5 separate regions of the Mus musculus genome follow, and regions 2, 3, 4 and 5 are each linked to region 1. A link is a contact called in public Hi-C and HiChIP or PLAC-seq data. All regions are on one chromosome and are shown on one strand. Each heading gives the region's core, a stretch centred on a gene start, on an enhancer-like site or on the middle of the called end of the contact. The rest is flanking DNA. Distances are from core to core; before and after follow the strand shown. Region 1 holds the start of Fam185a (family with sequence similarity 185, member A). Region 2 overlaps Armc10 (armadillo repeat containing 10). Region 3 overlaps Fbxl13 (F-box and leucine-rich repeat protein 13). Region 4 overlaps Fbxl13 (F-box and leucine-rich repeat protein 13). Region 5 overlaps Fbxl13 (F-box and leucine-rich repeat protein 13).

Evidence for each region. Hi-C and Micro-C count contacts between places; a contact is called where the count stands out from the background. HiChIP or PLAC-seq counts read pairs in DNA pulled down with a chosen protein or histone mark.
Region 2: a contact with region 1 is called in an H3K4me3 HiChIP or PLAC-seq map of forebrain, with 4 times the contacts expected there. The contact joins the enhancer-like site here to the promoter of Fam185a in region 1. A contact is called at or near these places in 5 of 39 promoter capture datasets (the C10 cell line, the HPC-7 cell line, cranial neural crest and 2 more), 2 of 484 Hi-C or Micro-C datasets (both in embryonic stem cells), 10 of 115 datasets of contacts at active chromatin or transcription factors (acute myeloid leukemia, bone marrow-derived macrophages, craniofacial prominence and 6 more) and 1 of 9 other capture datasets (adipose tissue).
Region 3: an H3K4me3 HiChIP or PLAC-seq map of bone marrow-derived macrophages shows a contact between it and region 1, with 6 times the contacts expected there. The contact joins the enhancer-like site here to the promoter of Fam185a in region 1. A contact is called at or near these places in 7 of 39 promoter capture datasets (the C10 cell line, cranial neural crest, embryonic stem cells and 4 more), 2 of 484 Hi-C or Micro-C datasets (bone marrow-derived macrophages and uterus), 7 of 115 datasets of contacts at active chromatin or transcription factors (bone marrow-derived macrophages, craniofacial prominence, embryonic basal ganglia and 4 more) and 3 of 9 other capture datasets (adipose tissue, liver and pancreatic islet).
Region 4: a contact with region 1 is called in a Hi-C map of muscle stem cells, with 4 times the contacts expected there. The contact joins the enhancer-like site here to the promoter of Fam185a in region 1. A contact is called at or near these places in 24 of 39 promoter capture datasets (the 3T3-L1 cell line, 3T3-L1-derived adipocytes, the C10 cell line and 14 more), 5 of 15 datasets of contacts at CTCF or cohesin (the NIH/3T3 cell line, embryonic stem cells, large pre-B cells and 2 more), 186 of 484 Hi-C or Micro-C datasets (the 3T3-L1 cell line, 3T3-L1-derived adipocytes, the 4T1 cell line and 106 more), 31 of 115 datasets of contacts at active chromatin or transcription factors (the 230-238 cell line, Th17 cells, astrocytes and 18 more) and 5 of 9 other capture datasets (adipose tissue, embryonic stem cells, liver and 2 more).
Region 5: an H3K4me3 HiChIP or PLAC-seq map of bone marrow-derived macrophages shows a contact between it and region 1, with 4 times the contacts expected there. The contact joins the enhancer-like site here to the promoter of Fam185a in region 1. A contact is called at or near these places in 14 of 39 promoter capture datasets (the C10 cell line, HPC-7-derived erythroid cells, cranial neural crest and 9 more), 11 of 484 Hi-C or Micro-C datasets (the 63-12 cell line, the G1E-ER4 cell line, bone marrow-derived macrophages and 6 more), 8 of 115 datasets of contacts at active chromatin or transcription factors (acute myeloid leukemia, bone marrow-derived macrophages, embryonic limb bud and 4 more) and 2 of 9 other capture datasets (adipose tissue and liver).

The regions. Positions count from the first base shown.
Region 1 is chr5:21,423,207-21,426,318 of GRCm38.p6, forward strand. It overlaps Fam185a (family with sequence similarity 185, member A), which reads left to right and starts at 1,697. Exons shown (of 8, transcript NM_177869.4): 1 at 1,697-2,370. The coding sequence starts at 1,962. Ccdc146 (coiled-coil domain containing 146) reads right to left here and starts at 1,471. Exons shown (of 19, transcript NM_029195.1): 1 at 1,359-1,471.
Region 2 is chr5:21,659,700-21,662,811 of GRCm38.p6, forward strand. It overlaps Armc10 (armadillo repeat containing 10), which reads left to right. Exons shown (of 6, transcript NM_026034.5): 5 at 854-925; 6 at 1,665-3,000. The coding sequence ends at 1,919. Among named protein-coding and RNA genes, the nearest start is that of Gm51277, 13 kb to the right of the region's middle. Within about 2 kb of position 1,647, at least 13 of the 459 cell types and tissues checked have an H3K27ac peak or open chromatin away from gene starts, as enhancers often do. A contact at or near this core is called in adipose tissue and forebrain, where this site is marked.
Region 3 is chr5:21,609,771-21,612,882 of GRCm38.p6, forward strand. The region is part of intron 7 of Fbxl13 (F-box and leucine-rich repeat protein 13); the gene reads right to left. It also overlaps the pseudogene Gm8539. Among named protein-coding and RNA genes, the nearest start is that of Fbxl13, 34 kb to the right of the region's middle. Within about 2 kb of position 1,416, at least 5 of the 459 cell types and tissues checked have an H3K27ac peak or open chromatin away from gene starts, as enhancers often do. A contact at or near this core is called in bone marrow-derived macrophages, where this site is marked.
Region 4 is chr5:21,585,307-21,588,418 of GRCm38.p6, forward strand. The region is part of intron 7 of Fbxl13 (F-box and leucine-rich repeat protein 13); the gene reads right to left. Among named protein-coding and RNA genes, the nearest start is that of Lrrc17, 43 kb to the left of the region's middle. Within about 2 kb of position 1,600, at least 40 of the 459 cell types and tissues checked have an H3K27ac peak or open chromatin away from gene starts, as enhancers often do. A contact at or near this core is called in the C2C12 cell line, the C3H10T1/2 cell line, the MNK3 cell line and 8 more, where this site is marked.
Region 5 is chr5:21,564,344-21,567,455 of GRCm38.p6, forward strand. The region is part of intron 9 of Fbxl13 (F-box and leucine-rich repeat protein 13); the gene reads right to left. The region is part of intron 2 of Lrrc17 (leucine rich repeat containing 17); the gene reads left to right. Among named protein-coding and RNA genes, the nearest start is that of Lrrc17, 22 kb to the left of the region's middle. Within about 2 kb of position 1,453, at least 46 of the 459 cell types and tissues checked have an H3K27ac peak or open chromatin away from gene starts, as enhancers often do. A contact at or near this core is called in the 63-12 cell line, acute myeloid leukemia, adipose tissue and 1 more, where this site is marked.

The DNA of each region.
Region 1 (3,112 bases), core at 447-2,946:
GCCTTCTTCTCAGATGGCTGACAGCAGGGCAGGGCTGTCACTGCCACCACCACTACCATAGTCTTCACTAAGAGAACAACATGGACGCTGGGGAGGACTTTAGCCTAGTCTATCTATCCATCTGTCACTTCAGGTTCAAAGAATTGGGGTCCCATATTTGGCTGAGAGTTTTGATCTTTAAAGGTATCATTTTATTTACTTATTGTGTATTTTATTTGTCACAACGTTCTCCGTATATAGTCCAGGTGGGCCTCAGATTTGAGATCTTTCTGCTTCAGCTTCCCAAACTCTGAAAACTTACAAGTGAACACCATCACACTGGACTTGCAATTAGTTAAATCTGTATGTAAGGAATTTAGGGAATTATTTGTAGAATGGGGAGAAGAATAGGCAAATATGGCTGAAATAATGTCCACACCCCCCATTTCCCATTATCTTTACTGCCTACTGAATAATAAAAAAAAGAGTTAACTTATAGAGTTATTTAGCACAGTCTGTCTTATATCAAAACTGAAGAAACATTTCTTGTGCCATAGATAATACAACAGGACCAGGAAAAAATTCTGACATCCCCTAACAAGTCTTATGATCCAGAGAGAGAGAGAGAGAGAGAGAGAGAGAGAGAGAGAGAGAGAGAGATTTTATTTTACCATTAAGGCCAAGGACCAGTTGCAGGGAAAGAGATCAAGACTGTCCTCTAACCAAGTTCAAATGTCTCCAAATCTCTTAGCAACGTAGACATATGCCATTCCTAAAATACTTTGTTTTGTATACTGTGCACTGCTTTGTTGTCCATTGTTTCATTTGATAAATGTGGTAAAAACGAAAAAAAAAACTTCTACACAAGACAAGGAAGATAGTGTCATCATTTTATAAGCAAATAGTAAAACCCAAAGGCATCCAATGACTGGCCTAAGATTACTACTTACAGTTAAGAAAGAGCCAGAATTCTAACACTTTTTCTTTTCCTTTTTTTTCTTTTTTCTTTTTCGAGACAGGGTTTCTCTGTATAGCCCAGGCTGTCCTGGAACTCACTCTGTAGACCAGGCTGGCCTCGAACTCAGAAATCCACCTGCCTCTGTCTCCTGAGTGCTGGGACTAAAGGCGTGCGCCACCATACCTGGCTTCTAACACTTTTTCTATCTAGTATTTTTTACCTAAGTGGGAGTTCCCTTAAAGGACAGAGAAGGGAGAAAGCAACAGAACGTGTCTGTCCTCTCATGCTAAGGTCTCTTGTGAGGGGGATTCTCTATTCCCAGGGAATCCACATTAGTTTGGTGACCTTTGGTTCTAACTACCTAAAGAAAGTATTCCTAACTTTGAATCTGATTCCCATCTATAAACATGCTGTTTCTTACCCTTTCTTTTGGTCCTGATCCTTGTTTAAACTCTTATTTTTCTCCGTGTGTTTTGGTCCCTGGGGTCTCACTTCAAAACTTCACCCTCTCCTAAGAGTCGCGTCCTTGGTATCCAAAGTAACCACAGCTGAGTTTATCCCGTCCCTTCTACTCTTCCTATTGGTCAGTTACATTAACTTTTTTTCTTTCTCTGCTCTCTTGGCCAATGGGCTTGAAGCAACGGGAAAGCAACGAGGGGGGAGCGGGGGCTCCTCTACCAATCGGCTGTCAGTCTGTGTATTCAGCGCACTGTCTCCTGGGATATGTAGTTTCACAGTTACCAGAACACCTTGATGTTTGGCTCCTTTAAAACTACATATCCCGATGGCCTCCGCCAAAGGGGCGGAAATAGGTGACTTGTCCAGGTCAGGGTTTCAACTAGGCTCTTTGAAGTTTTAACTTTCCTACCGGGATTTAAGGCGTTAAGTACTGTGCTGGGGGCCTGGCTCGTTCTTCCTTGGCGGAGCCGTGCATGCTGTCCCCTTCGTGACTGACCCGAGGCAGCTCGTGGTTCTTGTGGTCCCGGGACCAGCGAGCCAAGGCTGAAGCGTTCCAAGGGAGAGCATGTTCGGCCGCCTCCCTCCTTGCGCGTCCCGAGTGCGGGCGGGCGCCTTGGTCGGAGCTCTCGGGGCTCGGACTTGCGGCTCCAGTGGGGCGCAGCGGCAGGGATCAGCGCCCGATGACTCTGGGGCCGGCCTGGCGCGTGGGGCTCTGAGGGAGTGGACGCTGCAGGTGAGCCCGTTTGGGCGACTGAGGGCGCGGCTCCCTTGCCACCTGGCCGTGAGGCCCCTGGATCCCCTTGCGCACCCGGATGGCGACCGCGTGCAGGTGGCGGTGTGCGGCGTGGAGCACGTGGCGCGCGGCCTGGACAGCCTGCAGGTCAAGTATGATGCTGATCGGCAGGAGATGGCCATTCTGTCGGACGACATCGACCCCCAGGCGTCGGTGGAGGTGAACGCGCCCGTCAAATTTGGCAAGTGAAGTGAAAAAGGGTTTGGGTCACAAAACTAATAGTGTTTAAGCGTTGGGTTTCCAATTAAGGAGGAAAATTAAAGCCGAGTGGAAGCTTGTATTGGAATAATCTGAGTCTAATTACATTGTGGAGCCATTAGCATCACAGTCATTAGCATCGTTCAGGGTTGAGGTTTCTTGATAACTATCCAGTGGTTTGGTAGCCCACATCTCGGGGCTCTGGTCCCTCGTCAGCTCTATGTATAGATGCTTCCAGCTAATCTAGAAAAACAAAAACAAAAACAAACGAACAAAAAACCTTGCTTTCCAACAGGTACCCAGGTTGGTAGATGTCTATTCATTTAGGCATAAGTAAATTCTCTGCGAATACAAACTTTGAAGCAAGACACATAGTTAAGACTGTCTGGGGAAATTCATAATAGTACCTGCAAAACGTATTTCTTAGGCATCTGAGTCCCGTTATTTTATTTCCCAGATGCAAACCGCTGAGCACACATACTTTTCTAGAAAGGGTTCTGGGGCTCTCATTCTTCCTGGAACTGAAGGATGGTGTTGCTGATGATAGCAATAGCACCGTTTACCTCTTCTAAAATTATTTTATATTAACCCTCACAGTTGCTCGGTAGGGTGGATGCTTTTGTCACCGTTTCAGATGAGGACATTGAAGTAAAGGAAGTATAAGATACATACTGTGACTGAACAAACAAAGGCCCCGTGCGTGGTGACATTATGAAATTTGCTTC
Region 2 (3,112 bases), core at 397-2,896, 240 kb after region 1:
TTCTCCCTTTAATTGCATGTCTTGTAATTTAATATGTAGGTTAATGTTTTACAAAGCGACATCTTGGGGCTGGAGAGGTGGCTCAGCACTTAAGAGCATGTGTTGCAAAGGACTCAGGCCTAGTTCCAAGCAACCACATAACCATTGGTAACTCCAGTTCCAGGGGTTCCAGTGTCCGCTTCTCACGTCTGCAGGCACTCACACACATGGTGCACATACATATATACACTCAAAAAGATTCAATGAGCGGTTTCTATTGTTTCCGAGACCAGATTCTCCTCTCCTACACTCATAATGAACAGATTTATAGCGGGAAAGGTGATTCTATGTGTGAAGCGTTTGTCACGCAGACATGAGATCAAGAGTTCAAATACCCTGGAAATGGGGTGCAGGTGGCCTGCCTGTAACCCCAGCACAGGGGTTGTGAGATGGGGGTCCCTAAAACAAGGTGGCCAGACTGAATTGGTGAATTCTGGGTTCAACTGAGGACCGTGCTTCAGTGACGAGTAGGCAAGGAGACTTTGGCCTCCCCATGCACATACATGTAAGCATGTATACACACATATACAAACAGGGAAAAGGATGACTTAACATATACCATGCTGACAGTACAGAGAAGACATTTGCTTAGTTCTTGTTGTCTCCCCAACGGTTGAACCAGACAAGTGAGGTTTTAGATGGGCACTGGTAATGACGGCCTCTCTGACAGTGGTGCCGAGCAGAGACTTCATGGAGGAGACGGAGCTAGGTCCCGAGGTGCAGACAGGAGTCACGGGGAAGTGGGGTAAGAGGATGGCACCCTAGGGAGGAGGTCACGCTTACTGACCCAGTAAACCCAGTGTTCTGTTGGCAGGTCCAGGTTTTGAAGCTGCTTTTGAATTTGTCTGAGAATCCAGCCATGACAGAAGGACTACTGAGTGTCCAAGTAAGTAGATTACCTACCCGGTTCATTAGTGCACACATACAGAGATTTTGACAAATAGATCTGCAAAGGTATGCCCAAAAACATTCACAGGAATTATTTCTGAAGATGAGTATTAAGCATATTTTGTTTTTTAAAACTTCTCTGTGGCACCAGCAGACTTTCCATCTCTGGCCACTTTGCAGTATTTTTCTGTCACTGCATTTTAAAGTTTGTTTTTTTTGTGCATGTGTACCTCAGCATTTGCTGAAACAACTGTACTGAGTGAGTCCCCTGTGTGGGCTCGGTCCTGAGCATTCAGCCAGCACCAGCAAGTTCTTAGTGTTCCCATGGAACTTAGGAGAAGCAACCATGTAACAAATTAGCAAGACTGTTGAAAACATGTAACAAACCATTGAAACAGTCCCTGTGCTCTGAAGAAGGCCAGGCGGTGTGAGCCGTCTGCAGAAATCGAGCCATCTGCTCCGTCCTGTTACCAGAACTGTGTGTAAGAGCTAATGCTGATTGAACTAATGTGTTCTTACAAAAACTGGATAGATCCTAAAGGGGTTGGTTTCCCAAATGGCTACACTCTGGAGTTCCAAAGAAATCTTAGTTTTTCCCCTAACAAAACGTCATTTTCACTTGTAACATGGAATAAAAATGAAACATGTCCCTTACGCTTGCCTGGAGTCAGACTTTTACAGTGTTAACTAATGGATGCTGTTTTAAAATAGGACAGTGACGCTGTTTCCTCTTTCAGGTGGATTCTTCATTCCTTTCCCTTTATGACGGCCAAGTAGCAAATGAGATTCTTCTTCGGGCTCTTACACTGTTTCAGAATATAAACAACTGCCTCAAAGTGGAAGGCCGGTTAGCTAATCAGATTCCTTTTGCTAAAGGGTCATTGTTTTTTCTGTTATACGGAGAAGAATGTGCCCAGAAAATGAGAGCTTTAGCCTGTCATCATGATGTGGATGTGAAAGAGAAAGCTTTAGCAATAAAGCCGAAATTCTGATCGGTTGCTCCTATTTTTATCAAAGACTCAAACAGTAAGGCAGTCTTAAGTCAGCACACGGGAGCGTTTGCCTGCCTTTAAAAGGGGTCTTTCAGCCGATGGAGTTAAACAATAAAAGTGAGTGAGCAGCTCTAATCCAACACGATGTTCAAAATTTTAGATTTTGGAGTAGTTCAGATTTGGGGTTTGGGGATTGAGTAGAGTCTGGAACCTTCCGAGGATGTGGATCATTTACGGGGCAAACGTTTGGTTATGATCGTGGACAGACTGGCCATGCTCTTCAGGACTATTTGAAGGATTCTAGTGCTAGTGAATGAATATGAGGGGCTGTACTGAAGATACTTGCTGAGGTATTTAATGGTTTCCTGACACGAACTGAGTGGCCTGTCTCTGTACAATCCTAACTCCTGGGAGCATTTGCAGTTGCTCATGAGACAGCGTTAAGTGCTGAGTTGAAGTCTGTTACTGCCACAGCAAGGACCTTGTGCCTCAAACCAGTGAATACTGCAAGCTCGAGTCCACCACCAACCCTGCCATGCTGCTTGCAAGTCTGAGCTCATCGTGAGACACTGCCTGCAGCATTTCTGATCAGTAGGACTGTACTCCCATTTACATGGAAAGCGTTTTCTTACTGCTTACCCCCTTGTGTAAGATACTGCAGAGCACTCCAAGCTTCCACCCACAGGCAGACAGCCCTTTAAAAAAGAGTGTCCTGATAAGTCCAGATGGATACATGGAGAAACATACCCATGAGATGGCTGCTTTGAAAGCATGCTGGGAAGCAATGTATTAGGGTCCCGTGTCTTTTTTTTCTCTCAGTAATGATAAATACACTTATACATGGACAGAACATTTCTAGAACGATTCAGAAAACTTCTGGGACTGGGACTAGGGTACATAGATTTCTTTGTGTTCCTGTTTCTACCGTTTGGATTTGTACTGAGCATAAATTGTATAATTTTTTAATAAAAAGGAAAAATGCAAGGTGTACATAATTTCTTCCCCCACTGACATTATTTTACTAAATTTCATCACATTTTTCTTAAGTAAAATTACAATACATACATTTTTTAAAATTTTTTCCAATTTGTTTTATTTGTGTGAGTGTTTTGCCTGCACGCATGTATGTATGAGCACCAGGTCAAAAGAAGGCATGGCAACTAGAGTAGGAGGTGGTTGCGAGCCACCATGTG
Region 3 (3,112 bases), core at 166-2,665, 190 kb after region 1:
AAACTCACCATGTAGAAGAGGCTGGCCTCAAACTCACTATGTAGAAGAGGCTGGCCTCAAACTCAGAGATCTGTCTATCTCCAACTCCTAGGATCAAAAGTATGTGGCACCGTGCCCAGCTAATAAATGATTTAAAAAGTAACTTTGCAACGCATTCATTTCATTGAATAACATTAGCAAACCCAGATGTTTAACATGTTAGTGTCAAAAATTCATTCCCAACTTTCCACTATTATGTAAATCTACCCTCTTATTACCTGCCATTTTAACAAACATCCAATTCATAATTTACTTCATTGGGAAAATTCTGAGACTATCTCTAAAAATACATCATGCTTAGTGTTGTTTTAAGATTTAGAAGCCTTACATTATCCTGTGGGGATTTAGTGACTTTTTAAGTTAGCCTAAAACTGAGGATTTTCATTATAATATTTTCATACATATACATCATTAGACATTTTTTTCTTTGTATTTTTCTTAACAATTTAACTTTTATTTTTATGCATATGTGGTGGTTTGAATAGGAATGACCCCTCGAGGCACATTATTTGAATGCTTGGTCATTAGAGAGTAGCATTGTTAATAGGCGTGTCCTTGTTGGAGTAGGTGTAACCTGGTTGGAGGAAGAGTGTCACTTGAGGTGGGCTTTGGGATTTCAAATGCTCAAGCTGGGCTCCGTGTCTCTTTTGTCCTGCTGCCTGTTGACCCAGATGCAGAACTCTCAGCTACCTTGCTAGCACATGTCTCCCTGCATGTGAGCATGCTTCCCGCCATAACAATAATGGAATAAAACCTCTAAAATCTATAAACAAGTTCAAATTAAGAGTCACCACGGTCATAGTGTCTCTTTACAGCAACAGAACACTGACTAAGACAGTGTGTGTGGTGTGTGTGTGTGTGTATGTCAACATGCAGGTGCCCGAGGAGGACTGTAATTCCAGCCTGATGTGTGCACTTACATACTGACACACACATACGCATGACACCTGACACCCTCTCTGGCCTCCATGTGTACCCATCACTCGTGGAATATACTCACACAGAAATACACACGCATAGATAATTTTAAAAAGGGGGGCAATGCATTGCAAAGAAAACAATCAACAGTAAAGCACCAATCTCCAGAATGAGAGAAATATTTGCCTCACCTAACAGAAGGCTGGAATGTAATTTATAAAAGGATACTCCCTACACAACAAGTAATCTGATTTTAAATGGACAAACGATCTGAATAAGTACATCTCAAGAGAAGGAATACAGATGGATAAAACTATATGAAAAGTTCTCAGTTGCCAGCAGTCATCGGGAAAATACAAATAAGAACCACAATGAGATGCTGCTGTCTTACCCTTCTGTCAACAATATGCACACATACACCATTTCCTGCTGGGAACGTGGAGAAAAGGGAACTCTTGAACACTGCTGGAAGGTGTGAGTCAGTCCAGTCACAGTGAGGGCAGTATGGCAGTTCCTCATAAAAACATTTACCAGGGCTGCAGAGATCACTCAGTGATTAGGAACACAGAGAATCAAGGTTTGATTTTCACAACCAACACGGTGATGTATGTGTCAACAGTATACTATCACTCAGAAAACCATAAGAATGACCTGACACAGAGAAACTATTAGGGCCAGAGTGATAGACTTCATTACCTAACACTTTAAATTCTCTGACATCGAAATACTCTAGAGGCAAAAGAAATAATGTTAAATGTGATGGGAGGAAATATTCAAATATATTCTAGATAAAAGGTTAATATTGCATATATATACATATATATCACAAGTATAAATTATAATGGAAAGACAGGACATGAGCAGATAATTTTTTTTTAAGATTTATTTATTTATTATATGTAAGTACACTGTAGCTGTCTTCAGACACTCCAGAAGAGGGCGTCAGATCATGTTACAGATGGTTGTGAGCCACCATGTGGTTGCTGGGATTTGAACTTCGAACCTTCGGAAGAGCACCCACTGAGCCATTTCACCAGCCCCTGGCACAGTTATCTTAATGTTATGTAAAAACTGTTTGCCAACACCTCTGATTGGCTAATACAGAGCTGGGCAGGAGAAGAGAATAGGGCAGGGTTTTGGATCATAGTTGGGGGTACTAAAAGAGGAGAAGGAGACCAAGGAGAGAGGGAGTCAAGAGAGGGTGTGGGAAAAGGAGGGACAGAGGGAGGAAGCAGGGGAGGGAGAGACAAGAGAAAGGTGTAGAGAGACCTGGAAGAACCAGGAGGATTCACCATGAGGTTTCCATGAGAGAGCAGCCAGGAAGACACCCATGGACCAGAGTAAGCCAGGACAAGATCTCCACTTGTCTCAGAGCTGGAGGTAGCGGTATGCAGACACTCAGCTTCTTATATAGGTGCTGGGATACAAACCCTCACCCTGGTTGCTCAGCAAGAGCTGCTAATCACTAAGCCATCTCTTCAGCCCTAAATAGGTTAAAAACAGGTTTTTTTTGGGGGGGGGGTGTTGTTGTTGTTGTTCTCTAACTGGATGCATAGACTGGCATTAATAAAACCGCAGCATGTTGGGGCAGACCTTTAATCCCAGTACTCGGAAGGAGGGGGCAGGCACTTTGAGTTCAAGGCCAACCTGGTCTACACAGTGGAACCTTGTCTCAAAAAAGTAAAGAAATGAAATTTCAGGAGGGTGTGGTGGCACACGTTTTTAATCCCAGCACCCAGGAGGCAGAGGCAGGTAGATCTTTGAGCTCAAGGCCAGCCTGGTCTACAAATTGAGTCCAGGAGAGTCGGGGCTCTGTTATACAGAGAAACTTTATCTTAAAAAACCAAAAGATAAACAAAATAAAATTACATGTCAGAAAGGTCTATATGTAAGATATAATGTCAAATATTCATCCTAAGAAAATATTAAGTATTGCTGCTTAAAAAGAAGAGAGAAAATCAGGAGTCTTCTAAGAAGTCTTCTAGAGGGCTCTACTCAAAACCAACTGGAACAGAGGATGGCTCTGCCCCTTAGCAATGTAAAACCATGACCTCAGCCTACATGGTGAGCATGTTCTCTGCTCCACACTTGTCTCTACACCGGTCTTTTCTAAGACAGGGACATGTTCAGTTGCCCAGGCTAGCTCTTAACTCAT
Region 4 (3,112 bases), core at 350-2,849, 160 kb after region 1:
AGAAAAACATCATTTTGACTGATACCTGAATTTTGGTGTAGTTCTTCCATTGTGTGTGTGTGTGTGTGTGTGTGTGTTAACAGCAATATCTTCTGTATATTAGATAAGGCTAGAGTTACATTTCAAGGGAGGAATGTTTTCTTTGTTTTGGTTTGGTTTGTTTGTTTTTGTTTTTTGTTTTTTTGTTTTTTCGAGACAGGGTTTCTCTGTATAGCCCTGGCTGTCCTGGAACTCACTCTGTAGACCAGGCTGGCCTCGAACTCAGAAATCTGCCTGCCTCTGCCTCCCAAATGCTGGGATTAAAGGCGTGCGTCACCACTGCCCGGCTTCCTCAGACTCTTATAAACATAAATCTGGGAATTTTTTTAAAGCTGCATCATAAACTATATTCTTACAGTGAATTAAACAAAGTACTAGGTGGAACTCTATAATGTAGTCTCTGTTCATAGTTCTTTACAATATTTTATTACTATTGAGCTGCAAACTCTGTAGAAAGTTTTATATAAACCACTTGAAAATATGATCATGTGATAGTTCAAACTGATAGCTACAGAAAGATAGCAAAAAGATGAGCATGCTTGTTTTCTGCATGAAGGAAGTATTCTGGAAGAAAGCTAGTGATCTTTCTCTAAATAGTAGCTAAAACACAGAACTCATTTAATAATTGCTAAGATGAACTGCATTTTCCTAAAGTTATGATATTCTTAGGAAAGCTCAATAAACCCATCTGGTTTCCATCTCTGGATAAGTAGCAGATTGGGAAAAAATATTCTTGATACAAAACATCAATAAATACTAAAACAAATTTTAAACATAACTTGAATTTTTTTTTAAGTAAAGAAAGTTTATAAATCCAGACTGACAAGCACTCCTGGTACAAGTGTCTGGAAGGCAATAGGGATGGTTTCATGACAAATGAGCTCTGTAAGCCTATGCAGACACAGGAGACAGTCACCACACTTATCCAACAGAGGCACATACTACACATTATAATGCCGTTGGAATAAAAATAAACCCTCCCCCAAAGAACTGGTAAGCAAAGACCAGCTGCCATGCCTGCTTTAACTGTTTATGGAATCCACCTGAAATCTATGATCTTTGCAGCTGGATTTGATATATTAGCATGAAACATGGTTCCAAATTGAAAATAACCCCTGGGACATTGGTCAGAAATAAATCATTTTCTCTAAAGAGACACAAACTGGAGCCAAGCATTACAGAACTGCCACAAATTAAGCCCAAATAAAACTAAAGGCTAACCAACACGAGGAGAAAATCCAGTAAGCGTAAACAGAAATGAAAACATCACTGGTCAGACTGTGATCATAAAACTCCTAAGTTTTAAGTTTAAGGTAATCAATACAAGGAAGACAGCATTCTTGAGAAAGATACTGTCAAAAAAGACTAAAATCTAAAATTAAATAGGAGTAAGAGAGAAAGTGCACACACACACACACACTTTCCGAAGAATATTGAAATCCCCAAAGGGGTGGAGGATACAAATAGTTCATGATGAGCAAAGAATCTAACCAGTACATAGCTACCCACACTAACCTTGTAAAACAGTAGTGTGACTAAAGCATTAGAGGAGAGACTGCTCAACAGTTAAGAATGCTTTGCTGAGCCTGAGGACCCAATTTGGGTGGCTTACAACTGCGGGTAACATCCACTCCAGGGGACCCACTGCCCTCTGCTGGCCTCTTCAGCACCTGCACTCTCAAATTTTAAAGAGACTAAACACTAGATGATAATAACCTAAGAATGGAGAGAGCAATCACGACTAAACTATTCTAAATTCGGTTTTCGCTCAGGAAGAAAACTATACCTATTCGTTCACATTGTTATTGCCTAAAAAGTGTGCATGTTGTGCTGGCTTCGGGTTAAGCAATACAAAGAAGTATAGTTCTTGAGTGAGGAGGATCTAAAAACTCAGGAAGCACTCCACACTTCTCAAACTGCCTTCTGAATATTTATATTTACACTCATCGACAAATGCTACTTGCAGGGGGTGTTTTTGTGCACTGTGTATTCAAATGCTAATATCTGCACCCAGAGACCTGGATGCAGCCAGGACTTGCTATAATATTAATTTACATATATGTATAATTAGATATTTTCTTTATTTACATTTCAAATGTTATCCCCTTTCCTAGTTTCCCCTCCGAAAACCCCCTCCCCCCTCCCCGTGCTCCCCAACCCACCCACTCCCATTCCTGGTCCTGGCATTCCCCTATACTGAGGCATAGAACCTTTACAGGACTTGTCCTCTCATTGATGGCCGACTAGGCCATCCTCTGCTACATATACAGCTAGAGCCACAAGTTCCACCATGTGTTTTCTTTGATTGGTGCTTTAGTCCCAAGGAGCTCTGGGGGTACTGGTTAGTTCATATGGTTGTTTCTCCTATGGGGCTGCAGACCCCTTCAGCTCTTTGGCTACTTTCTCTAGCTCCTTCATTGGCTATTGTCCTTATTAAGAAGTATTTCCTGACTCGGTTTTTGTTTTGTTTTTTTTGTAAAACATTGTTCTTCATCGTCTTCTGATTGGTCAATAAAGAGCTGATCAGCCTATAGCTGACAGGAGAGAAGGCGGGACTTCCGTGCCTTGAAACAGGCTGAGGTTCTTGGAGACCAGGGAGTCTACCAGAAGACAGCGAAGCCAAAGTGAGAGGAAGACTGCATGTAACCCCTCGTGGCTCAGGAAGTAGGCCTGGGCAACATAGTCGGGTTAGAATAGATCAGAATCTGCCCAGCTGTAGTGCTTGAAGCCTTTAATAACTATCAAGGTGTCCATGTCATTATTCAGGAACAAGGGCAGGTATAGAAAAGCCGGAACTTTTACAGCTACTCTTGGCCTTAATGAGAGAATACTTTCTAGTGGACACTGGTGAGCACAGAGATTTCAAAACGATGAGAATATGTGATGGCGGAGGGCCTATCCCTAATCAGTGTATTTATACCACGCTCTCAGAGGATGCAGCAGAAGAGAGGCAGGAAGAATGCAAGAGCGGCAAGATACGGAAGGGCGATGGATAACTAACTCCATCTGGGCAGGACACGGACTCTCAGCAGCTGCAGATGTCTGTGCGGGGTCTGCACAAAAAAACGGGCCT
Region 5 (3,112 bases), core at 203-2,702, 140 kb after region 1:
GTCTGTATTTTCATTTTTTAAAAAATGTTTAGTTGATACACAGCAGTAGTTTATGTGTTTATGAGATACAGTGTGATTAATTCTAATCAATGAATATGATGTTTAGTGACCAGATCAAAGGAATGGATCAATCCCTCACCTTAGGCAGATATTGTTTGTGTTGGAAAAGTCAGCGTTCTCTCTCCTAGCTACTTGAGATGTACAGTTGTTGTCAACCATACTTATGCTTCCTTGCTTTCCTGTCCATCTTCATCCTTGTATCTGGTGACTACCCTCTCTCCAACCCCAATTCCGGCACAACCTCTAACACCCTCTAGTTCTGGACTATATAATGAAGGCTTATTAAGACTTTTCACAATTAACTAAAACTGCCTCACTGTGGTTTAGATAAGTCCACTAATACTATTCATCATTTATTTTCATTTTGTTTTATTATAAATTCCTATTTTAAGTTAATTCCTATAAGGAAAAGTCTGCCTAAACTCGTTTTTAGTGTCAGCATTGAGCTGCCTTCCTTTGTACCTTCAAAGCAGTAACTTGAGCAACTTTAAAACAAATAAATACACAGAAGTTGAAAATCATGGCTAGAATTCAAATATGACAACCTTAATCTATTCTAATTTCTTTATTTTGTTCCATAAATGGCAACCAATCTCAAATACTCAAATAACAAATGGTCGCCGAACAGTGGTGGTGCATGCATTTAATCCCAGCACTTGGGAGGCAGAGGTAGGCGGATTTCTGAGTTCGAGGCCAGCCTGGTCTACAGAGTGAGCTTCAGGACAGCCAGAGCTACACAGAGAAACCCTGCCTCAAAAAAACAAAAACAAACAAACAAAAACAAGTGGTCAGTAATGTTCATCTGTAGGCCCCTGTTGATGGAGTACCAATGTTTTTGATGGAATATATACATACATATATATATATATATACATATATATATATATATATATACATATATACATATATGTATATATATATATGTTATATGTGTGTGTGTGTGTGTGTGTGTGTGTGTGTGTATCAGAAAACAGAGTTTCAGGAAACCTAAAGTGTGCCATCAAGGGGATGGGGTGGGGGTGGGGCGCGGCGACTAGCAGTGACATTAGTGAAGAAAAGCCACTGTTAACTGCTCCCATTCCTAAACAGTGCTTTCATAAATGATAAAGCTCACTGTAGAGACGCTGTCCCTAGGAGGTCACATGGGCAGTAGTAATTCACAGTTCAAGCCACAGGCCACCATGTAATGCTATCTTTTCCTTCAAGACTGGGTATGTCCACTATACCAAGCATTCACTCGTGCCTTCTGTGTGCGTCCTCCCAATATCAGGTCCTCCCCTTGAGCGCTATGCAAGGGTACCACACAGGGAATGCAAGCAGGGGACTTGCAGTATGGACCCTTCCAATGAGGGAACTCAGCCTTTCCCAACGGACTAGCAGTGACTCAGATGTGTGCAGGGGACTCACTGGTGCCAACTCAACCACACAGACCTCAAAGATCACTATTTTTGCCTTAAACATCTGACAGCAAGAAAAAAAAAATAATAGCTTTATTCATGGAACAATGGGCCCTTTGCCAACACAACTCAGCCTTTCAAAGGGAGTAAGTGTGGGATTGGTTGAAAGGCACATTTATGCCATATTGAGGTGACAGGATTTGCCAGGAACACATGGAAGTATGAGTTCTAAAACCAATTTTAACTTCACATTTACCACGATAATTTACTAATTTGACTTTGAAAGCTAGGAAAAATTATATAGGAAAATTGGCTCCAGCTGCTTCTGAAGTCAACTTGCCGCTGATTTCAATAATAATTAAGAAATTTTACTTTCTGATAAACAAGCTTATGTGTGTCTCTTTAACTACTACCTAGTCTTCAAATTATTTCTGAGGCTGTTGACAACCAAAATCCTACTAAATGGGAAAATGATGTGAGGAAAATGTCTCAACTTCCTCCTCATAGTAAGGTTCGGTTGTCGGAGAAGCAGAGCTCATAAGAGCTGTGGTCAAGAATGAGGTCCACAATTGCCAACTCAGAGGTGGACACAGGGGATCAGTTAGTTGTTCAAGGCCTTCCTTGTTCAAGTCACAGCAAGTTGAAAGCCAGATCCTATCTCAAGCCTTCTCCCTCCCCTACCTCCAAACATTTCGATTCATGGTAAATGTGAGCTCTGGATGCCACATGGCATGTGGTCTAGAAATGAAGACATTGACAAAGTGTCATTTTGATGTGAGGAGATATGTACTTGTCTGTCTATTCTCTATCGGGGGCACATAGCTTGCATCAACTTTATAACTCATTCAAATTTAAGCAAGAAAAAAATTTTTTTCTCTCCACTACAACCAATGAAGTTTCCTGTTTGTTTCTAGGTCATGCTAGGAAAACTCTTAGGTTTGCATTTCCTGCTACTTGTGGATGCTATTTCCACTCAGGAGTTTGCTGACAACTTCAAAGTTGTCTTTTTCTAGCGCCCACAAACCCATTGCTTAAAGTGGGCTTCAGAGTATTTTTACAAACATCTTTTCTACCCGTCGATTTGCGGCTAACCCACTTTCAACTTGTTTTACATGGTTTTTCTGTCATCTATCCTCAAGTCTGGTCCAGTAGGCAGGTTCTGATCTAGGCTTTCTAGAACTGAAGGGGTGCCAGCTCTGCTGACTGGGACACCCTACAGGACCCTGGCCTTGACTGACTGACTGCACCTGTGGCCTCTTCCTGCCCTATATATGTGTATGTTATACATGGGGGTTCTAGGCAGGTAGATAGCAGATCAAACAGAAGGCCAACATAGACAGATTAAGGGCTGGGTTAGCATGTTTAAATTGTGATGATGTTACTTCTGGCAAATGACCTAACTTCTTTGTGCCCCCATTTCCACATCTGTAAAATGAGGTTAATAATGGAACATATACAGTTCTCTTCATTTAATTTTGTTAAGAATGCCTAGATCAGGAGCACATAGATAGGAAGGGCCCATCAAGAAGGGGAAGGAAATTTAAGGAAGTTTGACTCAAGAGGTTGTACTAGGGAATCTAGAAATGAACTCCAATACCATCCCATTAGACACAGGGGTTGGAACATAGTTCAGTCACGAAAGTGCCATGGAGGCA